Linked DNA regions of Mus musculus: all the other regions are linked to region 1. A link is a contact called in public HiChIP or PLAC-seq and promoter capture Hi-C data. All regions are on one chromosome and are shown on one strand. The core of a region is the stretch at or near the end of the contact, and the rest is flanking DNA. Distances in the headings are between cores, read along the strand shown. Region 1 holds the start of Capn5 (calpain 5). Region 2 holds the start of Aqp11 (aquaporin 11). Region 3 overlaps Gm39050 (a long non-coding RNA gene).

Region 1 (4,395 bases), core at 865-3,364:
CATGGGCAAGCAGGAAGACAAGGAGACAGTCTGCAGGAGGAAGACGACAGGCCGTTCAGGCAAGAGGGTGGTGGAGAGTGGCTTCCCAGCACCCTCTGAGGGGACAAGGAAGGCCTCCTTTTGGGGGGACCAGATCTCAGAGCCATCCTAAGAGCATTCAGGGAAATTAGAGAAGAATAAGACAGAGACAGCAGAGGCTTCTGAGAAGCCCACAGATGTCCCACTGAAAGCCACAGGCTTCCTGCCACCAATGCCCAACTGCCACCTGTTTGGTACTGTTTCAGAGGCAGACATTGCTCTTACCCAGTAATGGGCCCGTGAAGCTTCCCCTAGACCTTCCACTCCTGTTCCGGGAGCCCCAGAGGGTTCTCTCCTGACTTGTCACACCTAGCCTGCAGTGGGTGCTGAGAACAGCCAGGAAGGGGGTGGGGCTCTCCCTACTGTAACCTCTATAGCAACCTCTTCCCCAGGGTAGCTAAAGATGGTCCTTGTCAGACACACCCACCGTCCAGACTGGCATTCAATGTCACACCCTGTGTTTGTCCGTGAGCTTTCCTAGCCTGACTGTTTCGTAGTTTGGACTCTACGGTCCTTTCTTCACCTTGTTGGACTTTTCCTAGTCCTTGTTCAGATGAACTCTCATCAGCTCCCAGGCAAGGATGGCCCCTCTGACTTGTGCTTGACTCTGCCTTCTCACCACGCCAGTCAGGAGCTCATCTGTTGGCCCTCCATCCTCTCAGTGGGAAGAGAAGCCTCTTAGGTTAGGCTCCACCCAGGCTTCAGCTCTGACCCAGCCTAGGGCAGTAGCAGCAGCTGGGCCCACCACACCCGACCCCCCCTGGTCTTCTTCACCTCCACCCAAAACACTAAGCCTGCAGCAAGGACCAGCAAGGATCCAGGGAGGCCTCAACCTCCCTTGCACAGCAGAGCTTCCCAGGAAGATCTCCCTGAACACTTAGCTGCCCTGGGCATTGGCTGAGTGTTCCACCCTCTGGCACAGAGGAGATCAAGGCTTGTGTCTTGGGATCCTGGGTGCCAGTTCTGGCTGGGTCACCTTAGAGAGAGGCTGCCTTCCCTTCTGCTGCTGGGGCTCATCTGTGTGAAGTCTGGGGCTGACTCTCACCACAGGAAAGACTGCCAGGGCAAATGAGCACCTGTTATTGCTCTTCAGCCCCACTCCACCCCTGGGCCCCCTTAGGGGGACCTTTCCTACACTCCCCACCCCCAATCCTGACAGCTGGAGATAGGATCAATCCTGAATTGTCTCCGAAAAAAGCCAGTTTCTGCCAGACCCGCCTTGCTCCCAGTGCCACACACCCAGCCCTGAAGGTAAGGAAGAGCCCCCCCCCCCACCCCCATTCAACTAGGGGATTGTGGCCAAGAAGGGGTGAAGGGTCATCTACCTGGGATCTTTGGTCTCATGGTCTCATGCCTACTCCAAACCATGGGATGTGGACATCTAGAAAGGTTAGAAGGTTTAATGGGTTGAGGAGCACAGGCGTGAGGACAGGAAAGGGGACCTGTAAGGAAGATTAGAGTCTAGCCCACCAGTGATAAGCACACCCCAGCACTTCTGCACTGGGAACGCGGCCTCAGAACACCCAGGTGGAGGTGAGGTTGATTTCTCACCCAGGGCTGCGGGTGGAGGTAGGGATGAGCTCAGGGGCCCCGGGCATATCTTTGGGGGGTGGGGTGGGGGTGGGGCTCCGCCTCCTAGGCCTGCAGGCCAGCGCTCAACTCCCAGCCCTGAATCCGCGGGATGTACAACCCCTGCTCGGATTCGTGCTCCCAAGGCACGCACTGGCCCGCGCTGCACCTGCACACACACCCAAACGCACACTAATGTGCGCTCGCACACGCCTCCCTCCGCGCAGCGCCTCCTACCTGCCGCGTCGCCGCAGCTGGAGCTGGACTCCCGGGATGCAGAGCACAGTGCGGGCACTGGAGCGGAGGCTAGACCAGCCCGCGCCACAGCCTGGGACTCTGCGGGGAGATGATACCCCGGCAGCCCGCAGGCGGGGGTTGGAACTTGGACCCCCGGGCTTCAGTCTGTCCCGCCCCTCCTCTCAGCCTCCTCCCATTGGAGGCCAGAGGCGTGGTCTCCCGGGGTGGGGCGGGGCGGGGAAAGGGAGGTTGTTGCGCATGCGAACTAGAGAGGCTGTGCCTCCCCCCCCCCACCCCCCTCCCTGAGGCCGCCCGATAGTGCTGGCTCGAAACTGAAAGGGTGGCCCTGACCCAACACTCCTTCAAACCCCACTCCAGTGCTGTCCGCGATAGGAGAGCATCCCGGGACGTTGGCTGCCTACCTCGCCATTGGCCTTGGAGGACCTGCGTGCCCCACTAAGTGCTGGCAGAGAATGTTGGCCGACTTGGGGTATGCATCTTAGCCGGGCTCAGACAGGGCCAAGGCAGGGCAGCTGAGAATGGGAAGACCCAATGAGATGAGAACCACTCCCTTTCCATTTGTATCCAAACACCCATTCCCAAGATTTTAGCTGGAGAAGAGGAATGTAGGCCCTGGTGAGGTGTCCAGAGGGCCCCAGTCAGTTAAGGGAAGCTGGCCCTATCCTGTCCAGACCTGTCCTGTCCTGGGCATTTATCTGCTCTGAGTGTAGACTAAAGCAGCAGGGCCCAGATTTTTGACCCTCTCTGACTGCCTTCAGAATGCCCTGGAATACACCAAGCCTTGGTTTCTTACTCTGTGAAGTGGAAACTGCAATCTCCTCAGGCCAGGCGGTTTGGGGGAATCCCAGGGAGATTTATAGATGACCAGGGCTGGCCAACAGTAGGCTGGGTCACTCTAAGGCCACAGAGACAAAGCTTGTCTGACCTGGTCATACTAGTCGCTCACAGGTCAGAAACTCAGGCCCACTCATCCCTCTAGTTTCCTGGTCTCTGTTAATGATTACCTCAACCTCAGTCATCCGGCCCTCTACCTCACCCCTGTCCCTGGCCACCTAAGTGTAGCTCCATCTGGTTACCTGACTGACCAAATAGTTTCCAACCATGTTGCTGTTCCCCCTACCCACCACCACCCACGCACAATGTTCCAAGACTACTAGGTTCCGCTCTCCATTTACCCTAGTCCTGGCCTATGGCCGCCGGCCTAGGGTTTTTACATTCTTTCCATCCCCACAGAAAAGCTCTTCTATTGCCTCCACACAGCCTCAGCGTGTCTCTGTCCAGAAGCCCTTGGTCCACAAAGCAGATCTGGATCAAGGGCTCACTCCACCAGTTACCGAGAAAGTTCTATATCCTTTAATGGTCTCAGTTTCCTTGTCTGTAAAATGGGCTTTCTAGGAGAAGCACATGGTGATTGTGGAGACAAAAAATGTCAAAAAGGTTCAGTCAAAGTCCTCAAGCAAGGTAGCAAGTAGCATTACCTCTGTCAGGGCACCTCTCAAATCTTCCGAGATAGAGCAGGGGTCATGTCTGGGAAAGTGTGTTCTTCAGCCCACAAAGCCATGGTATCCAGAGAATGCTCTGACTCTCTTCTATAGCTCTGAGTATGGAGCCAGGAGAGGGTACTATGTGTTGGTTTCATTCGTGGGCTCTGCCTTGACTCCTTAGCTGTGTGGCCTTGGACATGAGACCTGTACTGCAGAACTCAAAGCAGCACCCACACTGCAGTCGTGGGGTCTCATTGGCTTAACTCCTGGGAAGTCCTTATGGGGCCCTCTAGCTGTTACTGTCCTCTAGCCCAGCCTGCTCATTGTATAAAGATACAGTGTCTCCAGCAGCAGAGACACATACCCTGCATCATGATGTTTAGGCCCAGGTGCCTTAGAACCGGGCTTGGACTGGGAGGCCTGTCTCAGAGCCCATCTCTGGCAGCGTCCACCTTCCTGACAGATGAGGGAAGAAACCTAGAGAGACAGCGACCTGTCGAGGGCATCTGGACTTGATGGAGGAGCAGAGGCTCTGATCCTTGGGGAGCAGAAGATCAAGGCATGCCAGGAAGAGCTGGGCTGCCTACCTAACAAGGCTTTCTGGGGGGCGGATGATGCATCTTTGCCAATGTGTTGGCCTCAGGACCCTGCCAATTGGTTTTTATAAGCTTAGTCATCTAATGGTGCCATTAACGAGCCTGATGGCTAGGTGTTTTTCCATTAAATTCTCACAGTTATTAGCCCCACTTAGTCAATGGCAGACCTGAACCTCAGGGAGATGCCCCAGGTCACAAAATTAGTAAACAGCAGAACCGGGATCCAGACCTACCGAACTATGCTGGTTCTATCTATTTTGTGTTGGGCCTCTCCTTCTCCTCTCCTGGCTTTCAGGAAAAGGACATCACTGTAGGCCCCTTGATCTACTTAAAGTCCCTTGTAACTGGGGACTCATTCCTTCCAGGGATAGCCCCATCCCTTCTACTGGTCAGAATCAGAACCCGTTCTA
Region 2 (4,395 bases), core at 498-2,997, 440 kb before region 1:
TGTTTTTGTTTTGTTTTCCTTAGACCGGGTTTCAGTATTTAGCACTGTCTGACAACGAATTTAACATTATCCTCCTCCTCTGCTTCCTGAGTGATGGGATTACAGGCGTGTGCCACCACACCCAGCTGAGAATGATTTGTTTTTAAAGAGCATCTTTAAAAACATTTTAAACTTGAGCCGGACTGTGGTGGCAAACGCCTTTAATCCCAGCACTTGAGAGGCAGAGGCAGGTGGATTTCTGAGTTCGAGGCCAGCCTGGTCTACAAAGTGAGTTTCAGGACAGCCAGGGATACACAGAGAAACCCTGTCTCGTAAAAACAAAACAAGAACAGTTTAAACTTGAAACACACCTTTCATGGGAGTCTACTTAAAAGTCCACGTGCAACTCCACATAAGGAATATGACAAGTAATTTGTAGGAAAAAAGTAGGACGTGAATGCAGCTACAGAACTGCTTCTCCTCGCGGTCAACTACTGACCTATCGTGCACTTTAAGCTCGAAGGAACTTTTTGACCGGATCGTTTCTCAGTAAGAGTGTCAGAAGCAATCTATACCACCTTGGCATGAGAGCCGTAACTGATAAGCTGCCTTTCTAACATTAAAACAATCCCTTTGTGGGCTATTTAAGCCTTTGGCAGTAATCTGCCACGATCTTAGTTTCGGCACCGGAGTGTCTGCTTTCTCTGGGTGTTCAAAACAGCAATGAATGAAGATCTGTATGTTGGCTCCAACTGCTAGGCTGCAAGGTGGTTAGAATAATAAGTGGCCCAGGGTAGGGTGCAGGGGGTGCTCAAATGTATCGGTAAAGAACTTAGAACCTCTGGTCATAGAGGCTCCGGACTGCCAAGTGTTTGGTAGGAATAACAAACCTGCATAGGCCAAAAAGGTGATGAGTGCAGCCAGCAGGTGGATGCGAAGCTTGGTTCGGACCTCCTGGAAGTGCAGTAGAGCGCTGTGGAAAATAAAGGAGCAGATGGCCTCTATGATGATCGCTTTGGACATGTCGGTGTGGATGGGATTCCTGCAAGCTAAGATCCTTTCGTCGTAATGGTACTTGGTCAGACTCAGGCTCCACAGGGCGCTTATGCAGTACCTGCTGCACAGGGCGCTAACCAGCTGAGCCAACAACCTCACGGCACCCATTTCGGGGGACATACCCCCCAGAATCATCTGCATCATCACGCCGCACGGGTTGCTAGCTGTGCCCACCAGGGTCAGGCCATGCACCAAGGAAAAGAAGTAGATCAGTGTCAGAGTCCAGGTGGGGTGCGCAGAGTCCTGCTCGCTCAGCACTTGGAGCTCGTGGGTGCAGCAGCAGAGCTGGAAGGTAGCTAGAAACTCCAGGACGAAGGCGTGGACCACGGGCCTGTGTAGCTGTTGCCGGGCGATCACGCGGGCCAGCCCCACGAACAGCACGAACAGCAGCATTAGCCCCAGCGAGATGCAGGTGTCCTGCACCTCGGGCCGGAGCCCCAGTAGCGCGGACATGGCTCCCTCACCGCTGGGGATGGCTGAGGGCGGCAGGGACAGAGGAGCGTCGGGGGCTGGAGTCCGAAGTCCGCCGCCCCGCCCTCCCACGCCCCTCAGGGGCGGGCCGAGTGGAGAGCCCGGGTTCCGCGCTGGAGGGCTCCTCCCCTCCCCGGCTGCGCTGTGCAGATGTGACCTGAGCCGGGGAGGGGGGGAGGGCGGGGGAAAGGAGGCGGCGAGGGAGCTGTCCCTGGGCACTGGCGGAGGGGACAACGGTCTGTAGAGCCCCACGCGCACCCGCCTTCCGCCGCCTCCCTCAGCACAGGGCCAGGGCCCCGAGACCACTGCGCACGCGCGTGGCGCCCGAGCTCTGGGCTCTCAGCGCCGGACCCCGAGCCTAAGACCGCACCACGCTGGTGCTAGAGCATGTGGCGATCGGAGCGTGGCTTGGGAACTCTGCCTTGATCTTTGCACACTCCGGAAACTGTACTCCACGGAGCCCCAGAGGTCATCTTTGCAGCCACCCCGTTTTTACTAATGGAGAGACTGAGGTTGAGGAGCGAGGAGGTGACCCTCAGGGAAGGAGCTGTGGTCAACTGGGAGTGGGCGTGAGAACCGAGGTTTGACTGGTTTGACAAGGTGTTAGAGCTTTGGTTTTCTTCACCCACACTCGAACTTTTTTCGTAAGTGTGGGGGAAAATATATATATCCATTTATGTGTAAAATTGACGTTAATTATATTCACACTTTATCTAGCTATCGCCACTATTTCCAAACTTTGGATGTTGTGTTTTATTTTTTATCGAATGCATTTGCTTAATTATCTAATTGTCTTATTTATGTTTATATATGTGCATACACACACACACACACACATATATATATATGTATGTATATACATACATACATACATACATACATACATACATACGGGGGTCGCTGTGCCCAATCTCATGTGTTCCACAAGGTGGGTCCCAGGGATCAAACTCAAGTCCTCAATTGGGCACCTTTACCTGCTGGAAGCACCTTGCCTGCAGGTGGTGGTTTAGGCATGAAGTCCTCAAAGTTTATAATGTTTATGTTATCTTCATCATGAGATATTAAAATACTAAGAAAACATTGTTTGCTTGTTCTCATTGGCATCCAGTGTGGGAAGGAAACCCTTGGATTGGTTGGCTTCCCAGAATCCTGGGACAACCTGAGGCAGGATGGAAAGAAGGGAGTTTGAGGGGCCATGGAAAGGAAGCTAGCCTGGAGCTGAAGTCTTGCACCAGCTGAGAGTCAAGTATTCCAGCACAGTTAACATCTATTGTGAAGTTTGCCTTATAGATATCCCAAATAAGAATATTAAAATAGGTGCTGGTGAGATGGCTCAGCGGTTAAGAACACTGACTGCTTTTCCGGAGGTCGTGAGTTCAAATCCCAGCAACCACATGGTGGCTCACAACCATCCTTAATGAAAAACAAATAAAAAACCTATGGTCCAGTGCGAGCGGGGCCGGAGCAAAAGGGAAGGGGGGAAAAAGGGAATATTAAAATAGTTCTGGAAGTCACTTTCTGAGGCGACCTTCCTCCTAGATGGTCTTTGTGACTTCCAACCATGGCATACCAGGGCCAGGGCCACAGAAGGTGTGGAGGGTGATGGTGCAGTCCGCCAACCTCAAGTTCAGATACTTGCCAGGCAGATTCCGGTGTGGCTGTGTGAGCAAGTGAATATTGGGAAAGAGGGATAGATGGCTGCATTATTGGCATTGAGGAGTACTTGAACCTCGTATTAGATGATGCAGACAAGATTCACCGTAAAACAAGAAAACAGCCGGGCTGGATCATGCTGAAAGATTTCTGAGTTTGAGGCCAGCCTGGTCTACAGAGTGACCTTCAGGACAGCCAGGGCTACACCGAGAAACCCTGTCTTGGGAAAAAAAAAAAAAAAAGTCTTCTAATGGGAACACAGTCTGAAACATTTATTTATGTTGTTTCGGTAGCCCTTATGCTATTATTATATAACAATAAGTGCTGTAAGGTTGTTTTGTCTCACACACACACACACACACACACACACAGAGAGAGAGAGAGAGAGAGAGAGAGAGAGAGAGAGAGAGAGAGAGAGAGAGAATGTTAGAATAGGGATTAAGGAAACATAACCTTTCCCCCAGTTTTCTAGTTTTCTCATGAGGAGCTCCATTTAGTGAAAGATATATCTAATCTCCCTTGAATAACCTTTGTGACCCAGGATTTACCTCATCAGGTTGTAATCATATCCAAGACATCTTATGACTCACTCTATACTCATATTTACCAAAAAGGATGTGTGTGTGTGTGTGTGTGTGTGTGTGTGTGTGTGTGTGTGTGTAATAATAGGAAGGAGCCCTTAGAAAAACTTCCATCAATGGAATTCTAAAAGCTTCTAAAATCAACATGCAATTGTGTGCAGTTGTGGCCAAGCCACTTAACTACAATTCCTGAGAAGCCCACACCCAAACTATGGTTGGCTATTGTCCTGTCCAAGAGGGCCTTTCTATTGAAGTCTGTGTAAAGAAAATCTCTTCTTTGTAAACTCCAGTTTGCTTCACAGCAACTCATCCTGAAATTCTTTTCTGCACTGAAGTTAAGAATCCCAGATTTGAGCCTGTGTGGTAGCACACGTCTTTTTTTTTCCCCTCAAATATTTATTTATTGTATATATATGTGAGTACACTGTCATCATCTTCTGACACACCAGGAGAGGGCATCAGATCCCATTGTGAGCCACCATGTGGTTGCTGGGAATTGAACTCAGGATCTCAGGAAGAGCAGTCAGTGCTCTTAACTACTGAGTCATCTCTCCAGCCCCGGTAGCACACATCCCAATCTCTGCAAAGGCAGGCAGATCTCTGAGTTCAAGGTCAACCTGGTCTACATAGAGAAATCCTTCACCACTGCCCCTAA
Region 3 (4,395 bases), core at 581-3,080, 420 kb before region 1:
TAATAAACCCTTTTCTCCTGAAGTTGCTTTTGGTCATGGTGTTTTATCACAATAATAGGAATCCAAAGACAATCATAACCTTGTCTCTGAGGGAAACGGAGGCAGGCAGGTCACTGCGGCTTGCTGGTCGCAGCAGAGCTGAGAAATTCCCGGGTCAGGAAGAGATCCTACCATGGAGCAGCAGAGCAGCAGGCAGAAAGCGCAGGAAGAGGAGACCCAGTGTTCCACCCACATGTATAAGCATGTGCACTCCTTCCCACAAAATAATCAAAGTTAAAAAAAATAATGTATGCAGGATAATAACGCCATAATAGAACATTAAAATAACTGGTGGTTCGTTATATCACTTCCTGACTCTTCTGTGTATGTTTGAAAATTTCCACACTGTAAAGTTTAAAAATAAACCTACCTACAGGGCAGTGTGTTAATTGGCCCAAATGGTGCTCCAGGACCCGCTGCAGGGGTGGTCCTCGGCCAGTGGGAGGAGCTTGCGCTTGGCAGTCAGAAAGGTCTGGTTTGATTTCCAGCTCTGTCCCTCTCTCACCACATTGCTTTGGGCAAGTCACTGGCTGGCTTCTGGGCACAAACATGGGGCACAAGCGTGGGTACTTCGTGTTTCAGAATGTTGAAGGAACAAGTGAGTCCACGTGTCAAGTGCACATCCCGTGCCAGGCACACAGGAAGTGCAGCATACAGTCTTAATTACTTTACAGCAATCTAACTATTCTTTTTTTTTTTCTTTTTACCTTGTTGGTTTTAAAAATAGATGTAAAAATATAGAAGTATATGAAGCAGAGGTGAACTTTCCGTTGCAAACTTCCCAGTGTTCTTTCTATGGGAGGAATCTGCTTAAATTAAAACTTTAGCCTGTATTTTTCCAGACAGTTTTTTTTTTTTTAGTCTTTAAATATATGCAGGCATATGCATCTGTAATCATGTATATATTTAAAACAAAAGTGGATTTTTTTTTTTTTAGATACTTTCTCTGTGTAGCCCTGGTATCCTAGAACTCACTCTGGAGACTAGAGAGCAACCTGCCTCGGCCTCCTGAGTGCTGGGATTAAAGGTGTGTACTTGGTCCCCCAAAATGGAATCGTACTCTTTGCTCTGAAATCTCCTTTTGATTTATACTATAGAGCACCTGTGTGTGTGTGTGTGTGTGTGTGTGTGTGTGTGTGTGTGTGTGTGCAGTTATAGAGGCCAGAGGGCAAAGCTGTCTACCTCCTTTGAAACGTGTCTCCATTGTCCTGGAACTCACAGAATCGTCTAACTGGCTAGCCCAGGAACCACAAAGATCCCTGTGTCTATCTTCCCAGCGCTGAGATCACAGGCTCATGCCACCATGTTTGGCGTTTTTACATGGGCTCTGGGAATCAAACTCAGGTCCTCACACTCGCAAGGCAACGGAGAAATGCCTATAGCATTTTATGTCAGTTCATGAGGCTCTGTAGATATGGTTTCATAAATTTCATTCCTATGCATTTGCTCCCAGCTGTGGGCATTTATATATGCTAGAATCTGGCAATACTGCAACGGTTCTAACGTCCCTCTATAACGTCACAGGAGGATTTTTTTTTTTTAATTTTGGTTTTGTTTTATTGTTGTTTTGTTTTATACTAAGACCCCAGTATTCTTGGCTTTTTCTACGTTTCTAAGCTGCATGCCGAGAGGGACTGTCTTCTCTGGTCCCACTGATTTCTTAACAAACTGAGGTGTGGTTTGATTTAGAGAAAATATCAGCCTCAGTGGAGAAAAGAGTCCGGCTGCTCTCTGCTGTCTGCCTGGGTGGCTGGAGGACGGTGACACAGCTGCCGTTGTCAGGGCTGAACACAGCAGAGGGCTGGGTGAGTCACAGTTTTATTTGTGAAAAGCCCGCAAAGATCCTGTGAGGTGGGATCCTGAGAGAACCAAACAATAAAACCTTCTCTCAAAAGAAATCCCAGTGGATGTGGGGATGAAAAGGTGGGTGAGGAAAGAAGCGGGTGGAGAAGTTCACTTTCCCCTCCTGTTGTCCTGGTGGCTTTTCAAGAGGACGGTGCAGGAGAAAGATGGTTTCAAAATGGGGACTGGGGGCGGGGGAGGTCTGGCCCTGCCTTATGTAAGAGCACCTGACATGCGCGGTACAATCAGTCCCAGGCAGACTCCTCAGAAAGATCGCTTTGTAAACCACTCTTGGCTCAGGGGAGGCCAACAATTGCCAACAATTGGCCTTTGTCCTTGCGGCTCTCCCATCATCCCACTATAAAGCTTCTGGTTCAAACCACTGGGAGGTTTGGGCAAGAAGAAATTCTTCCATTGTCTGTTAGGAATGAGATCAATAAGGTGACGTAACCCATGATGTAAGGCTTGCCCCGGGTTCCGGCTGGTCCAGGTGCAGGAATCACAAGAGGCCTCCTTACTGCACGTATTTCTTTAGGCCCTTAGGCAACCTGGCCACACAGTGTGAAATCTTCAGCACCTTCCCTTTCCCCTTTCTGCCTTATAACCACCCTCGCCCATGACCCCACAACAGGCTCCCTGGTTTCTTGGACTAGAGATCTCCCTTCTGCAGCCTCTTTCCAAACCCAGCCTATACTGCTGCAGAGTCACACGTTCTTTTGTCTGTCTGTCTGTCTGTCTGTCCTTCTTGCCAGCTGTATCCTACATTCTCAGCCCCAGAGGCTCGAGGTTAAGTGACAGCACAAAGACACAAGTGGATAAATTCAGACTATGAGGTGGACCATGAAGCAACTGAACTAGTTTAATCATCGCATCAACATCACAAGAAGAAACAAATACACCAAGGGATGTAGGTGGAATGAGGGGAATTGTCCTAGATTTTAAAATTCAAAAGCTGGGGCTGCGGAGATGGCTCGTCAGGTGTCGGGTAACGGCACTTGCCACACATACTTGGCAACCTGAGTTCAGTTGCCTGAACCCACAGAAAGGTGGAAGGAAGGACCTCACTCCACAGAGTTGTTCTGTGATCTCCACATTCATATGTGGTTCGTGTGCCTCCCCTCCCCCAACACATACACGATAAATAAATAAAAATTATATTCAAATGCATGCAAGAACCCTTGTTTGAATCCTGATTTTAATAAGATGTCACAAAATGGCATTTCTTTAGATTTTTTTTTTTTTCCCGAGACAGGGTTTCTCTATATAAACCTAGCTGTTCTGGAACTAACTTTGTAGTCCAGGCTGGCCTCGAACTCAGAAATCCGCCTGCCTCTGCCTCCCAAGTGCTGGGATTAAAGGAGCGTGCCACCACGTCCGGCTTCTTTAGATTTCTGAAAGCAAAAGCTAAGAAACAGATGCACTGGAGTACTGTGAGTTTTTAAAGCATTTTCTTGGCTGTGATGTGTAGGAATATCTGCATGTGAAGTATTGAGGGAGGAGATTACAGGAGGTCTGGGATTCACCTTAAAATGTCTACTCGGATAAAGCAGACGTGCATGTGTGGTGGTAGGCAGTCCTGGTAAGTGTTGAAAATGGGAGATATGTACTTTTATACAATCCTGTCTAATGTTGTTGATTAAAGACTTCATAATAAAATGGTAGTGTGGGACCAGCTAGATGGTTAACAGGTAAAGGTGTTTGCCATCCAATCCTGAATTTAGTCTTTGGAACTTTTGTAAAGGCTTTGAAAGGAGAGGACCAACTCCAGCAAGTTCTGCTCTGACCTGGCACCTGCTGTGGCATGTGACCCTCTTCCCCCATGCACATTCACAATAATAAAGCACATTAACACTTTAAAATGAAAAATAGAAGCTGGAGCGTGGTGGCACATGCCTTTTATCCCAGCACTCAGGAGGCAGAGGCAGTAGGATCTTTGTGAGTTCAAGGCCAGCCTGGTGTACTAACTGAGCTCCAGGACAGCCAAGACTAGACAAGGAAAGAAATCCTGTCTCAAAACAACAACAACGACAAACCAAACGAGAGAGAGAGAGAGAGAGAGAGAGAGAGAGAGAGAGAGAGAGAGAGAGAGAGAGAGAGAGAGAACGGGAGGAAAGAAAAAAACAAAAAAGAAAGAAAAGATTAAAAAAGAAATGGAAGCATGGGAGAGGCAGAACCGAGATGCTCCATGGACAGTTCAGCCTGACTCCTGATATCCAAGTCCTGGCTCTGGCCACCTGCTGCTCTCCAGCTTCATCACTGGCCACAGTGGGGCTGAAGCACATCTGGCTGCAGCGATCACACCTGGAGGCAGCGGTGAGCTCATGGAAGGAAGGGCTTCTGGGAGGTGAGAGCTTATGCTTTTCATTACTGCCCACACCTGAGCTGGCACCTCGGCAGGTACAGCGAGCAGAGCAGAGCGCTGAGCAGCTGCGGGTGTTCTTTTGCATCTGAGGAAGGTGAACCACTTTGCTGACTCACTGGGGGAATAGTTTCTGATTCTGTGAGTAGCTGAAA

Evidence for each region. Promoter capture Hi-C pulls out the DNA fragments that hold promoters and counts their contacts. HiChIP or PLAC-seq counts read pairs in DNA pulled down with a chosen protein or histone mark.
Region 2: a promoter capture Hi-C map of fetal liver shows a contact between it and region 1, with 2.4 times the contacts expected there. The contact joins the promoter of Aqp11 here to the promoter of Capn5 in region 1. A contact is called at or near these places in 13 of 39 promoter capture datasets (the 3T3-L1 cell line, the C10 cell line, cranial neural crest and 7 more), 1 of 15 datasets of contacts at CTCF or cohesin (large pre-B cells), 4 of 484 Hi-C or Micro-C datasets (the G1E-ER4 cell line, embryonic stem cells and pre-B cells), 14 of 115 datasets of contacts at active chromatin or transcription factors (the SCID.adh cell line, astrocytes, bone marrow-derived macrophages and 6 more) and 1 of 9 other capture datasets (pancreatic islet).
Region 3: a contact with region 1 is called in an H3K27ac HiChIP or PLAC-seq map of embryonic stem cells, with 4 times the contacts expected there. The contact joins the enhancer-like site here to the promoter of Capn5 in region 1. A contact is called at or near these places in 6 of 39 promoter capture datasets (the 3T3-L1 cell line, the C10 cell line, embryonic stem cells and 3 more), 1 of 15 datasets of contacts at CTCF or cohesin (large pre-B cells), 4 of 484 Hi-C or Micro-C datasets (the G1E-ER4 cell line, embryonic stem cells and pre-B cells) and 11 of 115 datasets of contacts at active chromatin or transcription factors (the SCID.adh cell line, astrocytes, bone marrow-derived macrophages and 6 more).

What each region holds. Positions count from the first base shown.
Region 1 is chr7:98,176,160-98,180,554 of GRCm38.p6, forward strand. It overlaps Capn5 (calpain 5), which reads right to left and starts at 2,115. Exons shown (of 13, transcript NM_007602.4): 1 at 1,885-2,115. Gm16938 (predicted gene, 16938) reads left to right here and starts at 1,035. Exons shown (of 3, transcript NR_045972.1): 1 at 1,035-1,329; 2 at 3,166-3,251.
Region 2 is chr7:97,736,500-97,740,894 of GRCm38.p6, forward strand. It overlaps Aqp11 (aquaporin 11), which reads right to left and starts at 1,748. Exons shown (of 3, transcript NM_175105.3): 1 at 870-1,748. The coding sequence starts at 1,488.
Region 3 is chr7:97,755,336-97,759,730 of GRCm38.p6, forward strand. It overlaps Gm39050 (a long non-coding RNA gene), which reads right to left. Exons shown (of 3, transcript XR_869802.2): 3 at 3,989-4,395. Among named protein-coding and RNA genes, the nearest start is that of Aqp11, 19 kb to the left of the region's middle. Within about 2 kb of position 1,831, at least 116 of the 459 cell types and tissues checked have an H3K27ac peak or open chromatin away from gene starts, as enhancers often do. A contact at or near this core is called in astrocytes, embryonic stem cells, pancreatic cancer cells and 1 more, where this site is marked.